2 separate regions of the Mus musculus genome follow, and region 2 is linked to region 1. A link is a contact called in public HiChIP or PLAC-seq data. All regions are on one chromosome and are shown on one strand. The core of a region is the stretch at or near the end of the contact, and the rest is flanking DNA. Distances in the headings are between cores, read along the strand shown. Region 1 has its middle 8.9 kb from the start of Twist1. Region 2 overlaps Hdac9 (histone deacetylase 9).

Region 1 (2,700 bases), core at 125-2,624:
AGCTGCGGGGTGGGGTGGGGGGAACCAAGGGTTGGGGTGTAGGGGTCTGTTGTTGTAAACCCTGCAAACCGATTCACAAAGTTCCTTAGCATGGCTTATACTGGGGACTAGGACACCAGACGCTCAGCCCTCCCCTCACGCGTTCCCGGTGTCCTCAGACAGCTGGCCGGACACTCAGCGCACGAACTGGACCTTCGCCTTCGCCTGCTTTGTGTCAACCAGAGGAAGCAGGTGCGGGACCAGTGGGAGGGAGAAAGAGAACAGAGTTAATCCTAGTGCCCAGGACAGCGACTACTCCTAGACAGAGCACCAGGGTTGACTGAGCTGCGTGCGAAACCCAAATATTCCGGAACGCACACGCCAGGACCGTTTCAACTCCGGCTGAACTCTACCCTCCGCGCATGGTTTGCCCAGAACACTTTGCAGAGATTTGAGTTCTCTGGGAATAAAGATCAGTGAGGGTAAGGGTGGGGGAGGGTAGGAAGAAGAAGAATCTAAGGACAGGACCTGGAAGCGAGACATCTTCTATTTTGCGAGACCCACTCTTTTGTCTCCTCAGAGTTAAATAAAGACTCCATCCATCCTCTTGCCCTGCTGTTTGCCTGGTCAGTCCAGAGTCAAGATCGTGTGGAAATCTCAAACCCGAAACCTGGCTGGCCTCAGAGAACTTGTGAGGCGGAGGCCAGGGGGCAGCGGGGCTGGGGGAGGGGAGAATCAGGAAGGAGAGCACCCCCATTCCCAGCTGGGAGCCCAGGCGCCTGGAAACCACGGGAAGGGGCGGCAGGGACCGCGTGGCAGGAAGCCTACTCGGGGTCGAGATTATTCGACACGTGTCTTTTACTCCTTACCATCCATTTCTTAGGGGTGATTTATGAACGAACCTCTTTGATCAGGGATGGTTTTATCTGTCCACTGCTTCAAGTGACAGATGCGGCTGCCAAAATGCCTGGTCCCTGCTGCCTAAAAGGTTGCACCCCCCACCCCTTCCCAAATGTTGCATTTTTCTCGGGTGTTCTCCAGCTCGGCCTCCTGGCTTTACTCCCCTACTCTCAACCCCGTTTGCTCTCGCAGTTGCAATTCCTCCCGAAGGTTTAAATCAACAAAAACCGTTGGGCCGGGTCAGTGGGAAGCCTTGGCAGGCAGATTTGGGGAACACCATCTGCCTGGTGCTACATTTGTTGCCTTCCCCTGCTAGATACCGGGAAAGTCGGCTTCCAGGTGAAGGTTCCTTCCTTTGTGAAAAGGCAAGAACCTCTAGGCCCAGTCCCACTGGGGCTGGCTTTTGGAGAAATGCAAGCGCTGGAGCAGGAACGGAGATGTAGTGAACAGCCTCAGCCCGCCGGCCAGGCTCCTAACTACAACCGTTTTGGTTTAATTGGGGAAAGAAGGGGCGGCAGGAAGAGGGACGGGATCACGTTACGGACCCTCCTAGTCCCTAATAGGTAAAGGAAAAGCGGAGTCTCTGAAGCAGTTTTTAAGTGTGTGTGTGTGTGTGTGTGTGTGTGTGTGTGTGTGTGTGTGTGTGTTGTTGTTGTTGTTGTTGTTGTTGTTGTTGTTGTATTTCATTAAAATTATATCCTTGAGCAAAGACTTTTTCTTTCAGGTTTCTTCGATTTGTTATTATTCTGACAGGAGTTCTAAAACCAGAGTTTTTCAAGTGAAAGATATTTCTGGAGTTGTCTGCCCCTTATTTGCCCCTCCCCCTCCCTCCACCCAACTGCTCTTGGTATCATTATCCCGTAAGGATTCTTTCTTGTGTTCCTGATTTAGCCTGAGGACATTTAATAGCTGGCTGGATTAAATATTGCAGACTCCTGCCTGGCTATTTGAAAATCCGGGTCGTGGACTGTGTCTAACATCAGAGGAGGAAAACTGATCTATGAGATGTGTTTTAAATTTCACTCAGTCTGCAGAGAAAGAAGGAAGAGGAAGGATTCTTCTCCATCCTGGGTCTCTTTTCTGTGCTACAATACTCAGAAGTTTTAAAAGGTGTGTGTTGATGGGGAGTGGCAAGAGAAGTCAGGGGTGGAATGAAGCAGGAGGCTAACAGAAATCTGTTCAAAGTACAAATGGGATTTACAAGAACATTTTAAAGAATACTGTCAGGGAAGGCAGGACTCTGCCCCCAGGAGTGGATTGCCAGACTGTCTCAGAGCTGTACCCACAGGACTCTAAGGGATCTCGTCTCACTGCTAAATCTGCAGTGGGGAAATGGTTTCCACAAAAGTCCCCAGCCCTTTAAGTTACAGAGTAAAACAGGAGAGGAGGAGGGAGGGAGGGAGGGAGGGAGGGAGAGAGAGAGAGAGAGAGAGAGAGAGAGAGAGAGAGAGAGAGAGGGAGAGAGAGGTTGTATGGTGGTATGTTTTAGAAAATGAAGACCTGGAAGTCCCCCAAAGAAATCTTTATATTGGTGGGGGGTCAAGGGGGGTTCAATCTAATGTTTCCTTGAAGAGCAAGCAAATCCAAGGGGGGGGGGAGGATCTGTTTACAGGGTCAGAATCCAAGATGTTTAGGGGCTATAACCAGATAAGAATATATGCACCCCAAAGCAGTGCACCCTGGTGACATGGTTTAGATAGGATTCAGAAGGTACTGAGACTAAATGCTATGAAAGGACCTGCCTGTTTATCTGGTTATGGGTATTGAAAATTTTGGTTACCCGTTAATGGCATCTCTTTGAATTCTCACTCTCTCAGCTTG
Region 2 (2,700 bases), core at 201-2,700, 280 kb before region 1:
GATGACCTTGTTTCCTGTGTGCATATTTGTTTGTCTGTGTGGTTATATAGTTCTCATGATTTTTGTTTTTGTTCCTTTGTTTCTTTTATTCCTTATTGACAGCTTGGAGACACAGCTATTTGGAAAGAGGCCAGAACCTCAAGCATCTACTGGATATCTCTGTGTCCAGTACTCCTTGAGAACAATATGATTGTGGTTTTGGTTGTATTGTTGATACCTTGCCATGACTTATTAAGCCAATAATGAGCACAGGAGAAAAGAATAGATAAGTGATATTACTCAGGAAACCTACTAGGGCTTTGTAAATATGCCTTATTTTTATTTATTTCCATTTTTCATGTGACTAGCCCTTTGACTTATTCTCAATTTTTTGAAGCAAAAGCTTGGTTTTATACAGGATATCCTCTTTGGCCCACTCACAAAGGTTTGATATTTATGTTCATAAACATTTAATCTCATTTCTTAAATACTTCCTGTGACTCACACACTCTGAGATCAGAGCTGCCTATCATTTGGTGCTGGTTTTTCAATGTTTTAAAATGCTTTATACATACAATAAGCAACATATATTACAGTTAAAACCACTATGACTGCACGTTTAATATCCTCAATATGTATGTTCTTATTGTGGGTGGGTGGGGGGGGAGAACCAACGACATTTCAAGAGTGAAGGACATACTTCCATGATGGTACTCAAAGACAGAGGCAGCTGTGCATTTTAGGAAATCCAGTTTGCGCTGAAACTAGGCTCTAAACAGTACCCATCCTGAGAAGAATTAAACCTCTCCATCGTGATCCAAGTCCCAGTTCACTCTAGCTAACGTCTTAAGCGAGAAATCTACACAGCCCTTGCATCCTTGGGGCTCAGCTGTGGTTACTACTTCCTGCCCGTGGCCAGCTACTGGTACCTGTCTAAACCTTGTCTTTGGCTCCCGATAAACCTGCAGTCGGAGCAGTGTTCTCTCCCTGCAGCACTTGCAAATCCGATTTTTATGTATAACTAAGTGCTCTTGGTTTTTGCTTTACCTACTGCCAGTGCCTGGTTTCTAGTAGGCCTGTCCCTAAGCCAGATCTGGCCTATGTAATGCTATTTGTAATGAGAAATCTAAACAGGGAATGGCAGTGAGGCATGGCAGGAATGTGTTTCCATTGGAGAACTCAGTGCAGAGAAAAAGTATAAGCAAAGCCATGTCCAGAAGGCCTTTTCAGCTGGCCAGGACGGAAGACTAATGTTTTTGTACATAGGCTTTTACTCTGCCAGCCCTTCCTCACAGATTTGGTTTTTCTTTCTCGTCCCCTCCCCCACCCTCCTTCTCACCCTTCTCTTCTCTTTTCCTTTTCTCTCCTTTTTGGACCCTGCTGCCTGTTTGCTCAGGTGGACAGTGACACCATTTGGAATGAGCTGCACTCGTCCGGTGCTGCACGCATGGCTGTTGGCTGTGTCATTGAGCTGGCTTCCAAAGTGGCCTCAGGAGAGCTGAAGGTGAGGTCTGGGTTGCATTAAGTGTGGGAAGTCTAGAGAAGTTGCTGAAATAGAGATGTTGTTGTTTGGGAAATGGCCCGGGGAGGGGGGGGGCGGGGGGAGGTGAGAGGGGCGCGTAATACGGAGAAGAAGACAGAGGGAGGAGATAACCATTGAGGTATGAGCAGAACTCTGTAAATAGTCGGTGACCGTCCTGCTTGAAGAGCCTTCCTCCTCTCCAGAATGTTCTGTATTCAGATCATACTGGTGTATGGTGTAAGACCATAGAAATGGTAAGCAAAACCGGGGTCCATGTTTAAAATACCATGTTCTCTATGTGTGCGTGCGTACGTGCGTGCGTGCTTGCATGCGTGCATAAAATCTGTCACGCAATCCATACGGTCTCTTTTGAAATGACTTAAAAACTCTGGTTACTGAGTAGTATGTATAAGCTGAAAATACCACCCAGAGAGAGGAGGGGGAGAAAGTCAAATACCAGACGACAACGGAAGGACTGAGAGGAAGAAGGAAATCGTTGATTAGGGGAGCAACGATCCAGAGTATGTTTTTCCATGAAAGAACTTCAAAAATGAGCTATGCTTTATTGTTCTTTTCTTTTATGGTCTCTTCTTTTCTACATCCTATGAAAAGAACAATGTCCAAACCCCAACGTTTCCAGTCTAAACAATTTATAAAAGCCAGAGACCTGACAGACATTGACATTTTATTTGGTATTTTAACAGTGCTATTTAAAGGTCCACCATGTGTGTCTTGAATGTAGCTACCCCAATAAACTTTGTTGGTGCTAACACAGTTTTTAATGCACTAGTTCACACACTTCATAATGTGATCTGCTATGGTGATTGATCTGGTATTTTTAGCAACTCTAAGGCTTGAGGGAAATCTATTATGACCAGCAACATATGCACCTTGTGTTTTGTAAATCTAAGGTAAAATCTAAAAAAAGATTATTTTTCTTCATGTTAAATGAATTTTTTATTCCATTTATGCCAGAATCTTGTGATTTAAAATGTAGGTCAGCATCATAAACTATGGTGTCATCTTTCCCGGGGGTCAGAATTTATAGAAATGAGCTTTGATGAGGAGATTGTGGGGGTTTTGTTGTTTTAAAAGACATGCCTGTGTGCATTTGACAAGATTTAGCCTCTGGACATTAACTGCTCATCTAGGGGATTAATGGGGCCATTAATGAATGTAGCAGTTAATTTTTAGACTTT

The links. HiChIP or PLAC-seq counts read pairs in DNA pulled down with a chosen protein or histone mark.
Region 2: a contact with region 1 is called in an H3K4me3 HiChIP or PLAC-seq map of craniofacial prominence, with 4 times the contacts expected there. The contact joins two enhancer-like sites. A contact is called at or near these places in 2 of 39 promoter capture datasets (3T3-L1-derived adipocytes and frontonasal cranial neural crest), 1 of 15 datasets of contacts at CTCF or cohesin (the NIH/3T3 cell line), 1 of 484 Hi-C or Micro-C datasets (cortical neurons), 2 of 115 datasets of contacts at active chromatin or transcription factors (craniofacial prominence and embryonic limb bud) and 1 of 9 other capture datasets (embryonic stem cells).

What each region holds. Positions count from the first base shown.
Region 1 is chr12:33,965,230-33,967,929 of GRCm38.p6, reverse strand. No RefSeq gene overlaps it. Among named protein-coding and RNA genes, the nearest start is that of Twist1, 8.9 kb to the right of the region's middle. Within about 2 kb of position 1,374, at least 50 of the 459 cell types and tissues checked have an H3K27ac peak or open chromatin away from gene starts, as enhancers often do. A contact at or near this core is called in craniofacial prominence, where this site is marked.
Region 2 is chr12:34,247,106-34,249,805 of GRCm38.p6, reverse strand. Hdac9 (histone deacetylase 9) reads left to right here. Exons shown (of 28, transcript NM_001271386.1): 19 at 1,376-1,483. Among named protein-coding and RNA genes, the nearest start is that of Gm51984, 33 kb to the right of the region's middle. Within about 2 kb of position 1,450, at least 40 of the 459 cell types and tissues checked have an H3K27ac peak or open chromatin away from gene starts, as enhancers often do. A contact at or near this core is called in craniofacial prominence, where this site is marked.